Regions from separate parts of the Zea mays genome. Here region 2 is linked to region 1. A link is a contact called in public Hi-C data. All regions are on one chromosome and are shown on one strand. The core of a region is the stretch at or near the end of the contact, and the rest is flanking DNA. Distances in the headings are between cores, read along the strand shown. Region 1 holds the start of LOC103636540. Region 2 holds the start of LOC100273648.

What was found. A called contact is a pair of places that touch in the nucleus more often than the background predicts.
Region 2: a Hi-C map of tassel shows a contact between it and region 1, with 2.2 times the contacts expected there. The contact joins the promoter of LOC100273648 here to the promoter of LOC103636540 in region 1. A contact is called at or near these places in 2 of 25 Hi-C or Micro-C datasets (leaf and tassel).

What each region holds. Positions count from the first base shown.
Region 1 is chr8:176,548,814-176,553,356 of Zm-B73-REFERENCE-NAM-5.0, forward strand. LOC103636540 reads left to right here and starts at 1,569. Exons shown (of 1, transcript NM_001150410.2): 1 at 1,569-2,446. The coding sequence starts at 1,632. The coding sequence ends at 2,156.
Region 2 is chr8:176,698,916-176,702,911 of Zm-B73-REFERENCE-NAM-5.0, forward strand. It overlaps LOC100273648, which reads right to left and starts at 2,220. Exons shown (of 3, transcript NM_001148062.2): 1 at 1,538-2,220; 2 at 1,169-1,212; 3 at 1-587. The coding sequence starts at 1,674.

The DNA of each region.
Region 1 (4,543 bases), core at 319-2,818:
CACGCACGCACCGGCCGGCAGCGCTAGATGTTTCGACCGCAGCACGATTATGCTATGCCGGGCCGCAGTCCAGCGCGGCTGCGTCCCAAACCGCCGACGAAACTAACCTTGAGGCAGCTACCTCCCCGGAGATCCGGCCGGATGCTCCCCCGCCAAAATCTCCGGCTCCCGCAGCGAGATCGCACGGCCGACAACGTACGCGTCCCCGCCCCGCCCGCCCGTACGGTGGCGACGAGCCCTGGCGGCCGGCAAGCGTGTCGAGCCAGGCGAGGCTTAGCTTGCTTTTGTCGCGCCCGGGCTGGCGCAGCAGCGCCCTCGGCTCCCGGGCTAATGCGGATTTGGGCGGCGGTTTGGCAGCGTCGGCGTGCCAGCCAGTTCGTCGTGCGCGGCTACCACCACCCATCAGCACCTTCCACAGCCACGTACCCAACGTTTATGTCGTGTCTCCACTCTTGGTCTTGGCGCCGCGTAGATCGGCATCAGCTTGGGGATGGGGTGAGTGACTTCTTTTCCGTCGAAAATTCCCTCTCCACTCGTCGTACCTGGAACGTAGTACTAGTGTATCTTTGGGTTAATAATTCGAGGCAAAATCACCATGCTTATCACAAGAACATCGTGTCAATTTACATATATATTTGAGTCCAGTACTCCAGTGTATCTACCAGTACCAGTATATACGCACCCTTCTTCTACAGACTACACTCAAAATGCACGCTAGTATTATTCCACTGTACTACCATCAGGAATGTTCTCCTTGAGAACCATAACAGGTGAACCACTGTTTATTCCTAATCACTGTGAATGGGCTCCTTCGTGGTACCTTCCGGGGTGAGATCAGAGAGGGGCACAAACCATGCATGCTAATATCCTAACGAGTTCGAATTATTGGATTCGTAATAATCTATAAGGCCTTGCCAATCGAGAATACGTCCAAAGGAATCTATGGAGAACCAAACAAACACGTATCCAGTCATGCAGAGCACTAAAAATAATCGACCATGCAGGGCCCAGGGAATACGGTGCACGGTGCAGGACACCTTTGTCCTGCGGCGCGAACGTTATATGCTCCATCGATAATAATGCTAGAACTACTACACGGATATCGATCGTTACACGAAATTCGTGTGGGAAGTAGGATTATTAGGCTGTCTTTAGCAGCTCTTTTATCCTATTTTTTATTTTTTATTTTACTATGTACAAGACTGTGGGTACCTTGGCAACCATTGCTCTTTAGTTCTTGCCGAATCATTTAGACTTTATTCGTTTATTTCTACGCCACATGAATTCAATAGAATTGAAAAAAACATATATTAACTTGCTATGAATTTAAACCTACAAATTCCCTCCAATCCACATGAATTTGAGTGGACCCTTACCATTATCCAATCCCCAAGCCAGCGAGATAGCTATGACTTTAAAAGATGCCAGCACGGCACAATCACAACCCCCCTCCCCCAGGGTCCACTCCCACTTGGCGCGCTATATATACCATGCGAGCAGCTGGCCTCCGGCACTCCCACCCATCAGGACTCATCCCCACCAGTTGCAATCAATCAGCTAGCGCCTAGCAGGAGCAGCAAACCAATCAAGAAGCCCCCACGTCCACCACCGACGACGAAGACGACAGCGTCATGGGCAACAGCTTGCGGTGCTGCCTGGCCTGCATGGTCCCCTGCGGCGCCCTGGACGTGGTCCGCGTCGTGCACCTCAGCGGGCGCGTCGACGAGTTCAGCTGCCCGGTGGCCGCGGCAACCGTGCTCGCCGCGAACCCCGCCCACACGCTCACCACGGCGTGGTCCCCCTCCGGCGCGCCAGGGTGCGGCTCCCGGAAGCTCGCCATCGTGTCGCCCGACTCCGACCTCAAGCGCGGCCGCATCTACTTCCTCATCCCGTCCGCGACCCTGCCCGCCGACCGGAGGAGCAAGAAGCAGAGCAGCAAGCGGCCGAGCCAGAGCCAGAGCCAGAGCCAGAGCCGCCTCCGCCACCACGCCAAGAAGCAGAGCGCCGGTGGCACGGCGGAGCAGGACAACTACCTGAGGGAGCTGCTCTCCGAAAAGGCCGCGTCGGGCGGCGGTCACCGGAGGCGGCGCAGCGGCGCCCGCGTCGGCGTGTGGAGGCCGCGGCTCGAGAGCATCGTCGAGGAGGCCTCCGACTAGATCGACGGCGGCTCCAAGAGCTCTCGGTCTTATATTCTTTTGGTTTTCCTTCTGATCTGCCGATGCGAACACCACGACGATCGGTCGAGGACCGAGTCTCCGGCAGGCTCTCGCCTCACGATCCCCCCTCGACACTGTGTTGCGTTGTGTCCAGGGATGAGCGGTCTTAGCTCGGGAGATGAGGGGGAAAACTGTGACAAAAATAACTGCTTATAGCAGCACCAACCTGTACAGGAAGATTTTGTTCAGTTCATCCAAAATTTCAAACACATTTCTCGGTTGTCCACTTTTCTCTGTCTGCCTTGTTTGTTCCTACTCGAAACGAAAACTAACATGGAGACAGCTCAATGGGTAAATTAACTTTTTTTTAAAAAAAACTTGCGTCGTTGTAATCAGTTCTAAATCGACATAACATGGGCCACACGTCGGGGATTGTGTTCTTCTCAGAGTCACTCACAGGCCATTTCGGTGTGCGCAATAGCACATGCAGTCGCATAATTTGGAGAGAGGTTCGATGGGTTCGTCCGATTCCCACGTCAGTGTCCTACTTTCTCTATCCTGGAATATAAATAATCTACTTTTGTCCTAAGTCAGACTATAGTAATTTTGATCAAATTTATAAAAGAATCATTTAATTAGATATATGATAAAAATTTATCTTTTATCTTTTGATGCGGTAGATGCTAATATTTTATAATAGAATCTTTCGATAAAGTTTGATATAGTTTGGCGTAGGATAAATTTAGATCTTTTTATATTTTAGGACGGAGGGGAGCCTCCGTTTGGATGTTGATATTGAAGAACAAGGAATTAAACCGGGTTCAATACCAAATCAATCATGGTGGTGCTCTTTATTGGAAAAGTGAGTTTCTAGTTATAGTCTCTAATTCTAAACCTCAATTCTATACACAATCAAACAACAGAATTTTAGAAAGCTAGTTGCAATTGTTAATTCCGTGCTCTATCCAAACGGGGTATTAGAGACCGCCAATATAACATGTACCAGCGGATGAAGCAGCTGTGGCATTGGGCAATGATTCGGTCTTTGGGCCGAAAGGCCTTTTGGGCGTCATGCTTTGTTTAGGACGAAGTGCAAACGGCTTGTGGTGTGGTCTCTGGGCCCGTACAGGAGGCATACGAAGTAACGAAACTGTGTATGTGCCAGTTGACTTGAACATATTAATTTGCAGTCAACTTAGTCTGAAAGTTTATCATTATATTAGTAGAGGCAAAACTGTTCTCACCATCGGAGATGGTGCTCTGCCACTTCGCAAGAACTCAAGGAAGCTCGTATAGCAATTACTATACTCTTGTTGACGCTTTTTTGGAGCGTCAAATACTTAAGAAGAACCGGCGGCGGTGCTCTCTGGTTAGGCGCGGACGGTCTGCGACCTGGGACCGGACGGTCCGCGACCTGGCGCAGGGCCCGGGTCCTCTGCCTGACGACCGGACGGTCCGCGCCCTGGGGGCCGGACGGTCCGCGCGTGCGCAGGGGTGGCGGAAGTCGCCGGCGGCGGCCTGGATCTCGCTCCCGGGAGGGACCCCGTCGGGGAGGAGAGATCCTAGGGGTTGTCTAGGCTCGGGCCGGCCGACCTAGACTCCTCTAATCGACGTAGAGTCGAAGAGAGACGAAGAATTTGGGGATCGAGAAGCTAAACTAGAACTACTCCTAATTGTACTGGAAATAAATGCGAATAGAAGTTGTATTGATTCGATTGATGATGATTACAAATCGGCCGTAGACCTCTCTATTTATAGAGGAGGGGGGCTGGACCCTTTACCGTCAGAACTCCGAGCAAATCCCGCGATTTTCGTCAACAAACGCAGCGAAAAACTCGGAACCCTAATCTGTTCTGCGCGTGCGCGGACCGTCCGACCTCAGGGCCGGACTGTCCGCACCTCAATTTGGTGCTCAATATATGCCCCCCTGCCTTTTGGTGGAGCTGAGCAAACCAAAAGCAAATAACTCGATGTGATCACATCAGTTTTCTTAGGCATTTTGACACTTACTAGGATAATACGCATTGGCCTTAGTCCTGATGGTTGACTTAACGGACGTGACCCCTTTAGCTTTGATCGAACTGTTAGTCCCAATACCGCCAAGCGTCATACTGGTCCTGACCAATTCGTCACCTTGCTTTCCTAATTTTCTAAGTGTTCTGGCGTAGCTCCGTAGTCGATCTTCTCCTTGCAGGTCGTCTTCCTCCATGGGCGTCAGTACGTCGTTGGAGGTGTCTTGGTGTAGTGCGGATGGTTTGGCCTCAGGGATCGGATGGTCCGCGTCATGTGCAGATGATCCGGCCTTTATAGCCGGGCAGTCTACCATACCTGCAGAGAGCTGTACAGTTGTCGTTTTATTTTCTATCTTTGTGACCGTTTGATTTTTC
Region 2 (3,996 bases), core at 970-3,469, 150 kb after region 1:
ACGCGCCGTACGCCCGCCATGCCTCCGCTCCGCTCCAAGCCTCCACGCGCTCGTGGTAGGGCCGTGCGAATTCCAGCGCGCGGCACGGAAAAAGCCATGCACAGTCTCAGCATCCCCAGGCAGCGGACCCAGCCGGCAGCCGGTCAGAGTGGTAGGCCGCCACTGGCCACGGCCAGCACGCGCCGCTGCAGAGCGCAGATCCCGCCCATGCGCGCGGCGAGAGGACCACGACACCGCGCGCGCGCGCGCAGCGCAGCGCAGGCGAGACCGCGAGAGCCACCCCGCCCGGTGCAATAATGGAGCGTAGGCCCAGCGCGCCTCGGCCGGCGCTCTCGATCCTTCGCTGGCTGGCTGGCTGGCTGCCTGCCTGCTTGCTCGGACTGCGCTCATGGCATGTAGAGGCGGTTGCCGCACTTGCACCTCCACGCCTCCGGGTAGTACTCGGTAGTGACGGGCACGCCCGGCGGCACGGCCACGTGCACCGGGTAGCAGGGGCTGCAGTCGCCGCACTTGGACGTGCACCGTGGCGGGTATGACCCCGGACCATCCGCCAGCAGCCGCCGCCATTGCCCACCCGTGTAGCACCCCTGCAGCGCGAGTAGCAAGAAGAATAACGAACCATATCATGAGTTCTGAATGCTGGGGGCTGAGGGTACGTCGCGTCGCGTCGCGCACTCGTGGAACGTACGTACCATTCGGCCGGCGGTAAGGTCGCTATCGTGGGTACGTACGGTGGTGTTGCATTGCCAATGCATCGACCGATGGACACAGCAGTGACGTATGGTCAAAAGGCCATGGGACCCGGCGGCGAAGGGCTGTCGGACGGACGGGGCTGCGAGCAGCTGGCATGGCCGTGCCTGTGCCTGTGAATGCATGATCGAGCGCTACTGGCCGGGAGCTGGCTGCAGTGCGTGCGTGCGTGCAGCAGCAGCCATGGCGGAGCCGGGTGCGTTTGGCGTTTCCTCTGTCGCTCTCTGTTACGTGGGTTTAATTAGATTTGATGGCGCATCGTCATGAATGCGGTGGATCCCGGAGCAGAAGATTAGTATTATGAACAGGACAACCAGCTAATCACAAGTCGGTTTGATCTCTGCGCTGTCCCATCGCCATCGTCGCGCAGTGGAGAATATAGGTAGTAGTAGCTGAGATCGGGGAGATGGATTCGCACCTGATTGCCGCAAGGTGCTGCCGCCCGTCCTCGTCTCCAGGACTCTGAAGAGCAAATCAAGCAAGAAAGAAAAAAAAAGAGGACAATGAAGTTACAACTAGTAAATGCAGTGAAGCGAAGACCAATCCGGTGCTAGACGAAGACGAGTGCAGGCAGCTGCGCGCATGTATAAAGAACAAAGAACACAGCATGACGAAGCAACTAGTACGTGAATGAACCTTGGCAAACATGAACCGTGGACGAGAAAGGCGTCACTCACACCAATGACTATGCAGAGCAGGTCACCAGAGAGAGAAGCACACGAAAGAGTTGCCGAAACGCGGCAAGCAAGCATCTGCATAGTAGTGAGGACATCTTTCGTTCGTTTACCTGAACGGAGCAGCACAGTACAGCCACTGCAGGCCCAAGGCCGAACGCCGCAGAGGTAGAGGCAGAGGCAGAGGCAGACGGCGACGGCGAGGCACAGCCCCGCCAGCTTTAGCATGGATCTGCCACACCGCCTCCATCTCCGCCTCCCCCTGGACATGGACCACTCCATGGGATGGGCCTGAGCAGCACCCCTATTTCAAGACCCTGATTGAAGCCGCAGCAAGCAAGCAAGCAAGCTGCAGGCAGCCAACAAGTTTAGGAAGCACGAGGAAGGGGAGGGGCGTGTACTCCCGCTGGCTGCGCGCCCTCGGTGTCTTGTTAAAGGCCCCTCTATTCTCAGGCTGGGACGCCACTGTAGCCACGTCAGATCTCAGCGCGGCTCCCGCAGACAGACCGGACTACACCTGATCGCTGGCCAAGTTTGATAGATCGGCGAGACTGCGACCATACATACAGTGCATACATACAGGCTACAGAAAGAGAAGAGCGTGCATGCATGCAGGGTAGGCAGGCAACTAGGCAAGCGGTGGCACTAGCTGCTGCTGCCTGCTGCGTACACTGAGTCTAGTAGTGGACTTCAGGTCGACGGGGTCACTTCAGGTAGACTTGTACTGGTTGTGCGTGTCTGAGACTCTGAGTGACCGCCCGGCTAGAGATGGATGGATGTCAATCGGCTAGTCGCCAATTGTGCGCCGGTCGGTCGTCTTGCGCTTTGCTACCCGGAGCGGGGGGTGAAAAGGAAGGACGCGCGGCGGTGGAGCCATGCATGGCCCGTGGATCGGAGGAGCTGATGCATCCATGTGCGCCCGTAAAAGCAGCCTGCGGTACTCGACAGAGAAGGGTCCAAGCCGCCCAGGCCCAGGCGGGCAGTGGTCCAATCCGACAGCGAGATTCGCCTTAACGACGAGGGTCTGGTAATCTGCTGGTCGTCCTTGGCGCTGACGACGAATCATGATGTTTAGGGTTATATAATACTAGATATCTACCTGTGCGTTGCCACGAGAGTTAAATAACTACACGTAGATAGTTAAATTTTTAACTTATCTTATGTTGCACAAGCTGAAGCACATATTCATACACAAATCATATATCGTTTATCACCAGTCGCACCTTCAGCCTTCGGCTCCATCTAGTTGAATAAATTTGGCCGTGGCCGTGGTCGTGTTCTACGACCGCGCCGGGACGGGGAACGCGCACAGGCAGAGGAGCAGCAGCAGCGCGCTCATCCTCAGTGCATGCACAGGCGGCCGCCGCATTGTGTCTTTCACTGTGGATAGACGACGGAGAAGGCGGCGGCAACGGACACGTATGTGTCCCCGGTCTACATGACGTAGGTGACGAGCGTCGTGGCGTTGTCGGCGGCGGCCGGGCACTGGCAGAAGACGGGGAACGTGACCATGGTGCCAACGTCGAGGTCGGTGGGCACCAGCGTGGGGTTCATGCGCTCCACGGCCTTGTACTGCGTGAGGTTCTGTAGCTTGGTGGTGGAGACAATCCAGTATGTGTCCCCTGGGCCGATCTGGTACTGCATCGGCGCGTACGAGCTGGGGGACCGAGAGGGGCAGCCGCACTGGAGCGGCACGAGCAGCGGCTGCCCGTTGGCCGGCGCGGTCGTCGTGGAGAGGTTGTTGGCGTGCGCGACCATGAAGCGACTGACGACGAAGAGGTCACCGATGGCACGAGATCGAGCGGCACACCCGCGAAGCCGGCGCGGTAGAGTGCGTACACTTGGCATGGGTACATGCGGTTGGCGGTGCAGTTGAACCCCTCGACGGACGCCGGCGCGGCCGTGGCCATGGTCGTGTTCTGCGACCGCGCGCGTCGGGGCGAGGAACGCGCACATGCAGAGGAGCAGCAGTATGTTCAACCTCAGTGCATGCAGCAAGACAACGACGATCGCAGAGCCTCAAAGGAAACACGATGGGTGGCGCCTCGCTAGGTTCCTCCCGCCCAGCCCCGTCAGTGCTTGCATAGTGTTTCTTAGTGCATAGTGGTTGATGACCTAAATTAAAAAGTATATATGGCTAATTGTTTTTGTGCGAGTACATATTAGATTTTGTTGGATTTGTGGTTTTTGTCTAGCTGATTTTATTCTCGAACTGGAAATTGTAGATTGTACGATGCTACCAGCGGCTGCTCCTAGCAGGTAAGAGTAAGATTGCGAACTGTGCCTCGAGTCCATAGGGCTAGCCGGGTAGCCCTGCCCGAGTAGGGTAACCAATCAAGCCGACAACAACTGAGCAGCACTGCAGGCTTGCAGCAGAGGAACAGGCGGACAGCAGCCAGCCACCAGGTCAGTCCCCTCAATTTCCACAACGCTTCATGAGTGGAGGGAGACACGATGCTGGTATGCAGCAGGTTCTGCGGCTTGCATGCATGCATGTATGCAGCAACTTGTGCGGCGGCTTGCATGCAGCAGCCATACAGAGCTTGTGCGGCTTGCATGCATTGGTCATGCA